Linked DNA regions of Arachis hypogaea: region 2 is linked to region 1. A link is a contact called in public Hi-C data. All regions are on one chromosome and are shown on one strand. Each heading gives the region's core, a stretch centred on a gene start, on an enhancer-like site or on the middle of the called end of the contact. The rest is flanking DNA. Distances are from core to core; before and after follow the strand shown. Region 1 has its middle 21 kb from the start of LOC112765174. Region 2 holds the start of LOC112765176 (thioredoxin).

Region 1 (7,519 bases), core at 3,549-6,048:
AGCTAACCCAGACACCGTCCTCTTGAAAACTGATGAGCGGTACAGTACCATGATCCTCACCTGGTGAGCGGTAAACCACCTCGATCCCCATAGACGTTTTCAATTGGAAAACAGCACACACATGGGCGGTAAACAACCACGATCCCCACGTCCATCGCAACACTGGAAAGCGGTACACCACCACGATCCTTACCAGGTCAAAGTTCACATTTAAAATCACAATCTTTTAAAATATTGACCCGAACAAGTGGGACTAAGTCACAACCCTTGCATACTGCCCAGGTAATTCAAATCTCAAATATCTTTTTCCTTTAAAACCAAAACTACCTCTTTGTAACATTTTCCAAAACCTTCAAAATAATTTTACTTAAAACAATTACTTTTAAAATTCACTAAAATTCCTCCAAATGTGATTTCTTAATCAAACTCAAAACATAATTCTTTTCTCAATAATTTAAACTCAAATCTAATTCATTCTTTTCTTAAATAAATCAAAATCAAATAAACTATTCTTCCATCCAAATTAACCAAATAGAAAACTTTCACAAAATTTTCATAAAATTTTGACAGCACCTCCCCTAAAACTCAGACTTTGCCACTCTTCTCGGGTCCCATCCAAACCACTCAATCATCCACAAATACCTACATATATATAATCAACAAATCTCCACAACCTATCATCATCATCGCTTACTATCAACATTATTTATCACATTCATTATTCACTTCAAAGCTCATCATTATAATTCAATATCATTCATCAATCATCAATTATTCTCATTATCATTATTCACAATCATTAATAATCAATCATCATGCATTTCAACCACCCACTCAATGATTTCCAACAACGAGTCACTAAACCTCAACCTTCCATATCATACAACTTATCCTATGGTCATCTAGCCTAAACTTTCACAAGACATTATATATTACATACAAGAAACCAAAATCATACCTTGGCCGATTCCTCCCTAAGTTCGTAACACCAAAATCTTCTCCCTCACAAGCTCCAATTCCTCCGATTCTCAATTCAATAAGTTCAAACCCGCATCATCAATCTAATATCATATATTATCACTATAATCAACATAGAGTTCACTAATTTAGAATTTCACCAAGACATAGGAGTTTCTTACCTTACCCACAACTCAATTGAATAAAACACAGTGATTATCCGCTGCTAGAGTTCACCTAAATCATCAAAATTATATAATTCTTCAATACCCAAATCCCCAAATTTTGAAATTGAATAGAGAAGATATGGGTGAGAAAACGCAAAGTCCTTTCCAAATTATTCGGTGGGTTTTTTAGAGAATTCTGAGACGAATGCATGGCCACTAACGACTCATCAATTGGAGTTTCGAATTGAAAGTTACAATGGATTGAAAATTGGAAACGAGTTATGTTAAGGTTTCTTTAGCTTTGCTTCAATTCCAGCGTAGATGGGGGTATGGAAAGGGAAGGAATGGCCGAAGTCCATTAAATGAGGGTGAACGGGTTGGGTCTTGAGTCCGGTTTAGGTTTAGTTTAACCGGTTCGGTTCATTAGTCCAATTTTAGACTAAAATCTTTAAAATTAGTGTCAAATTTCATTTTTCAATTGTTTCTGCTTCATTCAACTATAAAATTTAATTTTCTAATTTCTTTAAATAATAATTAATTAGTTAATTATTTACTAATTACTCGGAGTTTACACCCTGCCCCTGCCCCTGCTTCACTACACACCCGATCCCTCTGATCCCTCGGCAGTCCAGGAACAACTACAACAGCGGGATGAATTGTTTGCTGCCCTTAAACAAAACATTCAACGTGCCTAAGAAAAAATGAAGCTCCAAGCCGATAAGAAGCGTAACGAGCTGGAATTGCAAGTTGGTGATTTATTGTATGACAAGCTCCAGCCTTATAAACAATCGGTTGCATTGCACAAGAACCAAAAGCTGAGCATGTGTTACTTTGGACTATTTTCAGCGACGACTTGAATTAGAAAGGTCACTTACAATCTCTCTCTACCACCTTTAGCCAAAATTCATCCGATCTTCCACATTTTCCTACCTATTGAAGAAGTGTTGCAGCAGACCTTCAGAACCAAACATCTCGTCCCCTTTATTGCTTGGCAAGAACGATCTTGGGATATAGCTACAAGCGATTTTGGGACACCGCATGGTTAAGCAAGACAACCGCTAGCAGGAAGAGGTATTAATGAAATAGCAAGCACTACCACCAGATAACGCAACCTGAAAATGTTATGAGAGTATGAAACAACTTTATCCGACTTTCAACTTTGAGGGTAAGGTTAATTTTCATCGGGAGGAGTGATGATAGACACTTTAGAGGAAGATGCATCATGCATGAGAGAGTTGAATGACATAGCAAACTCACAATAACATAACAAACTCAGTACTACTACAGTGGATATAAGGTGGAAAGAGAAGCTAGAGAAAGGAAGATTGATCTATAAGCTATGACCATTTTTTTTTGTGCTTTCTCTTCTTTTGTATCTTTTGAACTTGAACTGAAGTCCCTTTCTCTTCTCCTTTGCAAGTGGTTGAGCTCTTCCTTCGCTCCCATATTATTCTTACTTTTAGAATACTATACTGTATTTTCAATTCATTATATTTTTTATATTGTATTCACTATTTTTAGTGATTCTTAATACATACATACATTTTATTATCTCGCATATTAGTTTGATTATTATATATTAATTATGTAAAATAATTTAATTTTATACTGTTATCTAATCATTTAGATTATTTTTAAATTAATTAATAATTGAGTCAAATATTTTTTTGACATTGTACTAATATCTGATTAGGTATTTGATAAGTAATTTTCTTATAAATTAATTGACTAAGTTGAAAAAATGTTTAATCCTTCTAACTTATGTCAAAAAATATTTCTAGTTTAAAATTTGAATTACATCTATTTAAGGTTGTCAAACTCGCGAGTCTAAGTAAACTCGTGGAGTTCACCTAGACTCAACTGGCAAGTTAACTCGTAGACTCGTACGAGTTCACCTATTATGAAGTTTATATATATATATATATTCATACATAATGAATATTTACTCAATTCTAACCCTTCAAAATTAATAATATCAATCTTAAAGCACATAATAAATTAAAATAGTAGCATACATTATAACAAATATTTTAAAATACACATTCAAATCCTCTATAATTATTCTTATACAAATACAATATAGAATACACAAAATTAAAAATTCTAAATCTGTAATACTAAATCTTTAATTGATCATTGAACAATATCAAATAATCAAATGAACTCTAATCAAAATAATTGATTACCAATCAGCCATGAATGGATGAACCATCTGGCCATCTAACATAAACAATAAGCAATAGGCTAAAATTAGAAGCAATAAAAATTAAAAAGCAAAAAAAAAAAAAAACTAAATCAAGAAGCAAAGGCTCAAAAAAAGGGGCAAAAGGCATACAAAAAATAGAGGATATAGAAGAAAAGAAGGGGCAAAGTCCCAGCAACATCAGATCGAAGACAAGGGTGCAACAGGCAGCGGTGGTGAGGGTGCAGCAGCAGCACGAAACGACGGCGACAAAAAGTCATGGATTTCACGACGGCGACAAAGAGTCATGGATTAACAACGGCGCAAATCAGAGCAGAGATAAGACTGTAGAAAAGTAGTCGAACTCGTAAACGGTGATAGCACGATGGAGTCGCGGATAGTGGAGATGTGAAGAAATACAAAGCAGAGGGCAACATAGGTAAAATTCACAAAGACAATGGCGCAAATCAGAGCAGTGGTAGTAGACGCAGGCGAACAGCGGCAGCTCGACGGGGAACAGCGACTGCGGCAGAACATGGAGAAAGTGAGACTTGAGAGAAACGACGCAGATGAGTGAGTTGTGAGTGAGTTTTCTTTCATTCTCTGGGAGTGTTATCGTAACCTTAATAAAAAAAGTGTTTTTTTTTTTGTTTCAAAATGACGCTTTTTTAAACAAAAAAAAAAAAACACAAACTCGCTAACTCGGTCCTAAACTCACGAGTTTGTCCGAGTTTGACCGAGTCTAGCCGAATTTACTCAGGATAGAATCTATGTTCGAGTCAACTCAATTCCATATTTAAACTCGTACGAGTTTACGAGTTTACGAGTTAACTCGAGAGTTTGACAACAATGTGATCTATTTAAATAATACTCGAAATATTATGTAAGTTACAAAACATTATATCTTGGAATCTTGAATTAGAAAGATTATTAGGCTTACAAACAAGATTTGGGAATAACTTTATTTATATTTTAAGGTAATTTTACATGGTTAGTAATAGAAATTCAGAAGAAAAAAAAAACAAAAGAAGAAATTAATTAAGCTAAATTTTTGTTGGTTTTCATCACATAGAAATAAAATCTTTAAAAAAATTTTATGTTAGCAATTAGTCTTTAAAATTAAACATTTTTTCTTCAAACTGGAAAAGGAAAATTTTGTCTTAAGGGCAAAGACGGAAACTAAAAATAATTTGATTGGTTGACTAAACGACGACGTTCAAAAGAGGAAAGAATAATAGAGGGAGGAGAAACCCTAATCGGGGGAGGGTACACCAACATGATAAAAGTATGAAACACAAGGCAGAGACATTCTGCGGCACTTTCAAGTCATAAGATAACGATATACGATGATATGCGCATAAATGATACTACATGATGCATGATACATGCTACATGCCATGTCATCAATGACCATGATGTGTGATGGATGGTCACATGCTATGGAATGCGTTGGGATTTGGGTCACGTGCTTTGACGGAAAGAAAAAGCACCGTTATGTGACAGAGAGAGGTATAACGGCCGTTTATAGCTGAATGATTCTACCTAGTTCTCCCATGATTCCATATCAGCCAGTAGAATTTTTTGGCACATTAATGAATTAATGAGATAATGCTGGTTTGCCGTTTTTTAGTCTCTGCAATTTCTTTTTTAATATTCGTTTGATAAGTTAATGTGGTTTTGAATTTTTTAATAATTAATTTTGTTTCCAACTTTCAAAAGCATAGCTCGGGGCAAACTTTTATCTTAGTCACAATTAGGGTGTGAAGTGAGCCGATTTGAGTCGAGTTAAACCAAGTTCAAATTCGACTCACAAAAATTGAGCTTGGTTCATGATTCAACTTATTAATAATTGAGTCTATTTTTTAAATTCAAACTCGACTCATCAAAAGTTCATGAGTTAGCTCAATCTCACGAGCTGCCTCAAATAATAAGAACATAATCTATAATTTTATATCAATAAATTATAATTTATATATTTTTTAAAAATTAAAAAGATATATTTTATATATTATTTATCTATTAATAAATTATAATTTTTTATTTATATCCTACATCAAAATTATATATAAAAAATAAATATAAAAGTTTAAATAATTAAGATTATATATATATATATATATATATATATATATATATATATATATATATATATATATATTACTACTTCATACTATATGTATAATATTAAAAGTATAGATTAAATGGATATAGAATATGTGTATTAGTGTATATATTAATAATTATATATATATAATCGAACCAGCTCATGAACTAATGAGCTGAGCTTATCCAAATTTAAATTCGGATCATTTAATTTATGAGCTCAATTTCACGCTCAAACTTCGCACACCAGCTCACGAGTTTAGCTTATCGAACTATTAACGAGTCGAACTCAAATTGGCTCATGAACTGGTTTGACTCACTTCCAGTTCTAGTCTCACAATAATTAGTATTAATGATGATGTGATTAGTTAAATAGAATCTCCTAGTGACAAATTTATTGTCGTTTTAAAAGGTTAAAAGTCTAATTGACATATCAAACTACTTTTAGAAACCAAAATATACATTACCACATAAACTGTTTAAGAATTCAGATATATTTTACATATCCCACAAAAATTATATTTTTGTATATTTACTATGTTGTTTTCTACAATATTTTATATGTATTTTATCTTTCGATATATAAATATTAAAACATAAAAAGTTACAGTTAAAAACGGTTCAGAATAATATAAATTTAAGTGTAACTACAGAATTATAAAATGTTTAAAAAGATTCAAAATGATTTCATTAATTTAAAAATAATAATATTTTTTGTATTTGATGTAGGATAATTGTAGAAATTTCTAGAAATAAATATTCTAAAATTATTGTATTCTTTCTTGAAAAATAACAGTTAGTAAAATTTAATAAAAAAAATTTATCTACTAAAAATACTTAGTTACAAAATTTTAAATGGTAAAATTTAGTGAAAATTAAATGATATTATAAAAATTAATGAAATAATTAGAAGTTTAGAACTATCATAAAAGCTTCACTTATCTGGCTTCCCTACCAAAATTTCCAATAGCATATTAATATTACTTGCTCACTTGCTTACACCACCTTTAGTCTTTTACTAATAAAAAGTAAATTAAAAATATAAATTTTACTATTTAATATTTTAAAGACATAAGTTAAGCATATTATAAAAAAATATTTTAATATTATTTATTGAATTAAAAATATAATTAATTTAATAATAATGATAAACATTAATTTATTAAGTTAAATAGTCAATTAGATTCAATTGCTTTATTTAGTAATGTAGGTCCAAAATGAATATTACTACAGCCCAAATAATTGGAACAAAGAAATTAAGGTTGTCGAAAGAATTTTAATCCACAAACCAAGCCTAAAGTCATCCAACCATAAGTGAATCAAACTTAAGTTAAAGTTCACAAGTACACTTTGGTCAATGGCACAAGAAAAAGGGAGAGCGCTTCATCTTCGAACTCACATACACTAGAGAAAAAAAAGAAAGAGAAAAGTTACTCAAGAAAGCAAAAGTCCAATCGCCCTAATAAAAAACATGTTAAGCTAGGTTAGAGGATAAATGTTATTTATTTCTATTTGCATGCAAGTTAATTTCTTCACTTCTTCTCCAACTCTCTTCAATACCAATTTGGGATAAATGAAAAAAGTGGTTTCTGATTATCTCTACTATAAATTAATGGCTCACATTGTTACTTGGAGTCAAAGCACAATTTCAAGGATTTGGATTTGAGATTATCACTGAGCAAGCTCATTTCTACTGCTCTGTTATCCTCGGTCAAACAAATGAATCAAATTTAAAATCCCTAATTTAGAGGTTGATTGAAGAAAGAGAATGATGATTTCTGAAAGCCCAAGATCCAAGAAGTTGATTTGAAAGAAACCCTAATTGTGGCTCTGACTAAGGTACAAAAAGGAAAATTGAATCTCATCAGAGCTCAAGGAGAGAGAACCTGATAGAGAGAGCAAAGAGTAAATACTTACTACTGAGTTTGAAGTTTTGGAAGTATTACACTTACACTAAAGGGAGCACTCCGCCAAGATGAAGAACGAAGTTATGAGTTCAGATGTTGGGTTCAGTACATAGAGTCAAGATTGTGAATCATCATCTTCTTTATTATTTACTGGTTTGCATTTCAGTTTCAATGTATATCTTAGTTTTTTTAGAGGTAAAAGA
Region 2 (7,519 bases), core at 2,160-4,659, 33 kb before region 1:
AATATTGTCTGGGTATGTGTGTAATTCACTTGTATGAAAATAAAAAAGAAAAAATTTAGGGCTAACACTTGGATTTTTTATTTTAATAAATAAAATAAATATAATATTTTCCGTAATAAATATTTTTACGAGAATTTATCGATTTAAATTTTCTTGTCATATTTTGTTTACACTGTAAACGAGATATATAAAAAATCATCTCATTTATAAACAGTGTAAACGAGATATGACAAAGAAATTTAAATCGATAAATTCTCGTAAAAATATTTATTTCAGTAAATATTATATTTATTTTATTTATTAAAATAAAAAATCCGCCAGCACATTTATTTTGTGTATTCCTGTATTTCTCAATAAAAAATTGGAGTTTCGATTTTTTGTTGACTAACAGTCATGTGTATATATCGTATCCACTGATTTGTATTGTTTATCTTTTTAAAAAAAATTTTGGATCCTCTCATTATGATTTAAGTTTTTAGCAATAAAAAAAAAATTTCCCCACTAATCGAATTATCCATTTTCTAGTTTTGCAAATTTTTAAAAATTCCAACAATGAAATCGGTTGGTCTGAATTGAGAGGGGCCAATAATATTTGTGTATAACATAAAATACAGGAATACACAAAATAATTTGCAATGTAGAAAAAAAATTAGCTCCCTGATCATTCCTCTAGTCATAATGACTTCTTTTTGGGTCAACAGTCATAAAGTACATAGTCAACTTATTATTATTAGTAATACATGTGACATACATAATTACATACATGGGTGGTAATATATTCGGTCATGAACATTACAAATTTACAATGAACAAATGATGCTACACGCTTAATGGATGTTGGTTAGTCATAAAGTTATGCTTGGTGATTAATGTGGAATTGGAAGGTAAACCGTAAATGTGGGTTGGCCGATTCTAATTCTAACTTAGGTCCCCTGGACTTTGCAATTTGCATATTGGATTAGTACTTTGGAGTGTGACATACAAATTTAAAGAAGCTTTTCCTCGTGAAATAAAGCATCTCTTTGCAGAATTTGATGATTGATTTCTGGGCAACGCGTAATGATGTCTCTTGACAATAGTAGTTCTAGATTCTCATAGACATTTTAATTATAAATTTATAATCAATAATTAGTTTTTCTTCTAAACCAATAAATAATTAGCAATTACTCCAATAAAAATATCAAAAACATATTCTTATAATGATCTTAATTTAAAATTGTGATTTATTTATTTTTGCACACTTTAAACAAATGTAATATTTTTATAATATATGAAAATTAAGCCCTAAAATTTATTATTCAATAATCAAAATAAAATATTTTTACATGATGATAATTATAAAATTTTTATTAGAATATTCACATAAATAATTACCTTAAGTATTTTTATATTATTACATTCAGCACTGGTTGGATTTTTTTAAATAATTTAATATATTTAAAAAATAATTATATTAAATATACACCAATATCAGTACTAATATAAAATTTATACTCGAATACAAAATATATATTAAAAATAAATTAAACATATGTATTCATACATGCATACATATAGTATCTTTTATAAAAAATATTAAGTAATTTTGATAAATATCTCATATAAGATATTTTATATAATAATTCAATTAAATTCTTTCTTTTAAATCATAATTTTTATTAGTGAATATAAAAAATAATTATTTTATTGGCACGATAGATAAATATCTTCATCTTTATATTGATGCTATATAAAAATTAAATCTATCCATTAATTTATATAAAATAATATTTATTTACAAGTAAACATTTTTTTAAAAAATAAATTATTATTTTTTCCATGAATTTCAAAACAATGATAAACTTACTTACAAAGAAATGAAATTAGTTTTACACTCAAAAACAATTATCTCCATATAATAAAAATATTACACGTTAATTTTAGGGTTAAGTACGGTTTTGGTTCTTAAGGTAGAGGCTGAAAAGTTTTTTCATTTTCGGTCTTTTTTTCGCTACAAAATAATCCCAAAGATCTCAGTTTTTTTTTAAATCGTCATTCGAACGAAAATGCCCTTCCCCCTTCTTCCTCAAAATGCAGAATCAGAAGCATGCAGAAGCAGAAGCAGAAGCAGAATGCAGAAGCAAAAAGCAGTGAAACAACAACAACAATGAAACAAAACTAGAAGAACAACACCAACAACAGCAATGAATAATGAAATCAGAACAACAATAAAAGCAAAACCAAAAGCAGAAGCAATCCAGAATCAAACCAAAAACAGAATCAAACCAACAACAATAACTATTTCCTAAAATTCACTAACAGAAAATCAACATCCAACTAAACTAATCCAAAATCAAATCAAAAATAAAAATTAAAAGCAAAATAATAACCTGAATTATGAAATAAAAAACGAAAAACATTCATCTTCTTCTTCAATGAAATCAGAAACAAAAGCATAAGAAATAAAAGTAAAACAGCGTCGTCTTCTTCTTCAATGAAATCAAAAGCGTGGAACAGGTTCTCCGTGGGCTCAAGTTGTCTGCGACGCCCAGCCCAAATTCACTATCGCCGCCGCTGCCATCGTCTGCCTCTTCCTCCTCCCTTTCCGCCAACGTCACATCAGTCTCGGACCAGCTGCCTTCTTCAGATTCCTCATCACCAAAGGCCGTAGATGCCTCGCCGCTGGTGGACAACAGGAGTGTTGTGACAGCTCCTCGTCGGGGGTGAGCTCTGGTTCGAGGAGGTCCGAGACAGGGAAGGAGAGAAGCAGGGAAGAGGGTCGCGGTGGCTCTGGAGTTAGCGCGAAGCGGCGGCGGCAGCGAGGAGCGGCGGCAGCGGCGAGGAGCGGTGGCAGTGGCCCTTCCCCGCCTTCCCTTCCCCCTCTTCTGTCCCCTATTCCCTTTTCTGAACTGTCCCCTGTTCCCTTTCCTGAACTGAACCAGCGTGAATTGAATTCCTTCCCCCTTATTCAACGTTTTGTGTTTTTTTTTTTTAGTTAAGGGTAATTTTTGGAATAAAAATTTAAAATTTGGTAAAAATGACAATTTTAAAACAAACTGAAACTTTTGGGACTATTTTGTAGTGAAAAAAAGGCCGGAAACGAAATAAATTTTAAACCTCTGCGTTAAGGACCAAAATCATACTTAACCCTTAATTTTATTTATGAATAGATATTCTCAATATTCTGAATTTTGATAAATAAAAAATAATAATTTTTTATTTTTCATACATACAAAATTAATTCGTTTATTCATAAACATATTTACTCTTGTGTCTTAAAATAACAAAGCAGAGAGGAGGTGAATTAAAGTCCCACGCTAACGGAAAGGAATAATAAATCGTCCCATATTAATTCTCACCACTCGTTAGAAATTCTTACTACTGTTTCAATCTGTCATTAAAGTGTCACCAAAAAAAAAATCTGTCATTAAAGTATGTTGGATGCTTTATAGTGAGATAAAAGTTGAGGTTTTGTGAAGACATAAAATTAAACAACATCCACATGAATTTGAGCCTTTTCAGAACCTCACAATCACGTTACAATTATCCACTAATAGATATACAATACTACACCATAAAAAACAAAATAAATTCAACAAAACTAGCATATCCACAAAATCCACAAACCCTGGAACTGATATAAATAAAAATAAATAATATATAACCAAAGTTATTATATAATATAATATACCTGCCTCCAAAGGAAAACACACAAAAAGAAGAAGAATTATCAGCATCATGGCCTTGGAGAACTGTTTAAGATTAAGTACCACAGTAGGAACAGCAAGAATTCAATGTCTTTCTCCATTGTCTTCAAGGAAGAAACTTGTTTTTTCATCTTACAGAGGATTTAACAAGTCCATGCTATATTCAACAGTATCAAATTCAAATCCATCTCTTTACTCAACTGCTGGTACCTCTAGAAAATCCTCTTTTGTTTGCAATGCTCGTGAAAAGGTAAATGAAGGTAATTACCATTCACACAACCCTTTGTTAGCCTTACTTGCTTTCTTGTACGGTTTTTCATGTTTGAATTTTCCTTCACACAATAACAAATTATGACTAGAAGCCATAAGTGCATATAGTTATACCTATTAGTCTCCATATTACTCGTAATTAAGAAGTCTATTTAGTAGAGTGAAAATCCCGAAAAAAAAAATAAAAAATAAAAAAAACCCAAAATAGCCCCTGACAATTATCTCGAAAGACAACGAGGCCCTTGACAAAAAAAATCCCAATCCGGCTCTGACAATTACTTTGAAAAGACAACGAGGCCCCTGTGTCAAAAAAATTCAATGTTGTTTTTTTTGGCACAGGGGCTAATCAGTCCCAAAAAAAAATAACAGGGGCCGGATTGGGTGTTTTTTTTCTTAGGGACTTCATTGTCCTTTCGAGATAATTGTCAGGGACCGGATGGGGTATTCACTCAAAAAAAAAGTAATATTTCATTATCAGAAATTTTAGGGGCAAGCAGTTTTTATTAATTTTGGTCATTATAAATGCTAAATTATCTTCAATAAATAAATTTTATTAATTTATATGTATAAATTTTAAACTAAATAATACTACATGGTCAACAAATATTATCATCTTCGACTAGTAATAATTTGCATCCATATTTATAGACATTTTGCACACAAAAAGTATATAGTTTATAAATTAATAAAATTTATTTGTTAAAGATAATTTAATATTTATGCTGACCAAATGATGATAAAAAATACTAAAAATTGTTGCCTATCCAAGAGTTTCTCTTCTAAAATATGTGAGTGTAAATTGTATTGACTCATATATACAAATTCGAGTAAATATAAGTACAAATTATATATTTTTTTTGTGCAAACATTTGCAAATATGAGTGCAAATTATTACAGACTAAATACTAACCCAAAATGATAATATTTGCGGGTCACGTAGCATTGTTGTTTTGTTATTATTAAATGAATTTGGTTAGTATGTATCCTAAAAGAAATATGTTAATGCTTATTAATTAAAAAAATTCTAAAAAATATTAAATACAAGCTTTTTTTATATATTTATTAAAAAATATATTTAAAATTTTACTAATAATATTAATATGCACGCTAAATCAGATATTTTGAATTGACTTTGACCGTATATAGACTTTGCTAAGGTAAGATGATGCTGACTTGGGCAGCCAAGTGAATGGTAAATGAATTAGTGAATAACATTTTTAGATTATCATTTCATAAAGCTCTAAACCTTGATTAGTAAAAAGTTCAGATTCATTGAGGAATAAGAAACTTGTATCAAGATTTTGTTATGAGCAGTTAGAATAAGAAAGTTGTTTATGATGATGAATTTGGCAGTGCAAGTAGTGACAGACTCAAGCTGGAACAAACTTGTGATAGGAAGTGAAACACCAGTGCTGGTTGAGTTTTGGGCACCATGGTGTGGTCCATGCAGGATGATAGCACCCATCATTGATGAGCTGGCAAAAGAATATGCTGGCAAGATAGCATGCTACAAGATTAACACCGATGACTGTCCCAACATAGCCACACAGTACGGCATCAGAAGCATTCCTACTGTTCTCTTCTTCAAGAATGGAGAGAAGAAAGAGAGCGTCATTGGTGCAGTCCCCAAGTCCACTTTGTCAGCAACACTTGATAAATATGTTGACATTTGATTATACACAAAATCGACTAAATTCAATTTGGTCTTTCAATTCGCAACCTCTTTTATTTTAGTATCACATTCTGTTAGTCAATGACCAATCAACTACTATTACATTTGACATAAAATGTCAACGATACAGTCAAAGTTGACTAATAGTTAGATTAGTCAAATACTAAATTAATGCTTTCAAATTTTCTAAGGGTTAAAATAAAATACACTTGCAATTTGAAATACCATATTGATCATTTACTCGATCACAATAGAATAATGGCATGAAATTGGAGAAATTTTCTTGTTCATTTGTCTACCATTCTTTTTTCTTGTCCTAGACGCTACTCTCTGTATATATATATATAGGTTAAGGGCAGTGTTTCCATATATGGATTGAACACTTTAAATAATATATATATATTCTCTCCACATTTTTGCAAAGGCTACATTGGATAAATCATTAATTCAATATTGTAGATGTTAAACTTCCTTAATCATCATCATCATCAGATAATCATCTTCTGCAGAGGAACTCTGTTCTTCCAACAACCAGATGCATTTTGTAGCCCAAAATTTTGTGACCTTCCTCGTGCTAGGGCGTGAATCAAAGATGAGTCTGGGGAAAAAGCCATCAAGACAAAAATTTAAAATATAAAAAGAAAAAAAAAAGGTTACACTTGAATTCACAAGAAAAACCAGCCCCATCAGCCACACAACCAGCCAACAAATATTTCCATTTCTTATATTATAAAATCATATATTGGCAGAGTGGCCTACGCCCTATCAGGCTATCACTATCCCAATAGCAATTCTGCTGTATTATCGTTCGACGGCCGAAGGCAATCTACCATTGCTTGCACTGGGAAGCAGCTTCGAAGAAAGAACCACAACATCCCACTCACCATCTACAAAGAGGCTCTTTTATGGAGATGGTTTCCAATCAAATTGAAGATTATTAAAACTATTTACTGCTCCTAGACCGCTAAGTAGTTGATTTGACAAATCCTGCTGATGGTTCATGGCTTGATCCCTCGCGATTGAGGCCATTCCTCCTCTTCCATTCATGACAGAATTATTTCCCATAGCAGCTCTCATTCCATTAGGCATACCGGATTGACCGATACCCATTGTGCCGTAACTACCAATCCCAACGCCGGAATTACTGTTCATCGCACCATTGCTTACCATGCCATTGCCACCATTGAGCCCCGTATTGGTATTCACCGGCAGAATACCATTTACGTTCTTCACGTCATTCCCAAGAGAACCAACACCTACCATTCCACCTGTGCCATTCATCTGGGAGGACATCATCATCTCGTGTATTATTTTCTGTACGGAGCTCTGAGCATCACTCGGGTCTGCCTCACCAGAGAGAGGTGATTGCTGATGTTGCAAGGACATGTTACCCGATGAGTTTGTTGCGCCTATGTGATTGGCGGACGTTAAGGTGGTGGGGTGAGATGTTTGTGGGGGAATATTGGACGAAGATGGTGTAGGTGATTGGAAAGGTGATGAGTTAGGCTGGGCCGGTGGAACAGTGCTCGAGGAACCTGGGGATGGAATCTGAACAGAACTGCTTCCATAGGGACTGCCTGAATTGTTCATTGAACTTTGTTGTCTAGAATTCATTGAGTTCTGGTGGAGAAGTCCAACAATGGTGCTTGTGGTGGTCGATGCAGATGCAGAGTTGGCAGTGTTATTTACACTGACCATACCATTGCTGGAAGCGATTTGCATGGCACCAGCTTGCACAGAGTTTTGATCACCATTTGAGTTATGGGCCACCATTTGCTGTTGCTGTTCCGGTTGCTGCTGTAATCTATCTTCATGTTGTTGTCCTTGATTATGAATTCCAGATGATCCACTTGTTCTCCGAGGGAATTTGGCTAAGCTCTCTGGGACGAAA

The links. A called contact is a pair of places that touch in the nucleus more often than the background predicts.
Region 2: a Hi-C map of leaf shows a contact between it and region 1, with 2.1 times the contacts expected there. The contact joins the promoter of LOC112765176 here to the enhancer-like site in region 1. A contact is called at or near these places in 3 of 8 Hi-C or Micro-C datasets (leaf and an unstated tissue).

What each region holds. Positions count from the first base shown.
Region 1 is chr17:124,076,685-124,084,203 of arahy.Tifrunner.gnm2.J5K5, reverse strand. No RefSeq gene overlaps it. Among protein-coding and RNA genes, the nearest start is that of LOC112765174, 21 kb to the left of the region's middle. Within about 2 kb of position 4,798, at least 2 of the 3 cell types and tissues checked have open chromatin away from gene starts, as enhancers often do.
Region 2 is chr17:124,108,301-124,115,819 of arahy.Tifrunner.gnm2.J5K5, reverse strand. It overlaps LOC112765176 (thioredoxin), which reads left to right and starts at 3,409. Exons shown (of 2, transcript XM_025811056.2): 1 at 3,409-3,946; 2 at 5,310-5,668. The coding sequence starts at 3,718. The coding sequence ends at 5,629. It overlaps LOC112765174 (transcriptional corepressor SEUSS), which reads right to left. Exons shown (of 10, transcript XM_025811055.3): 10 at 5,844-7,508. The coding sequence ends at 6,532.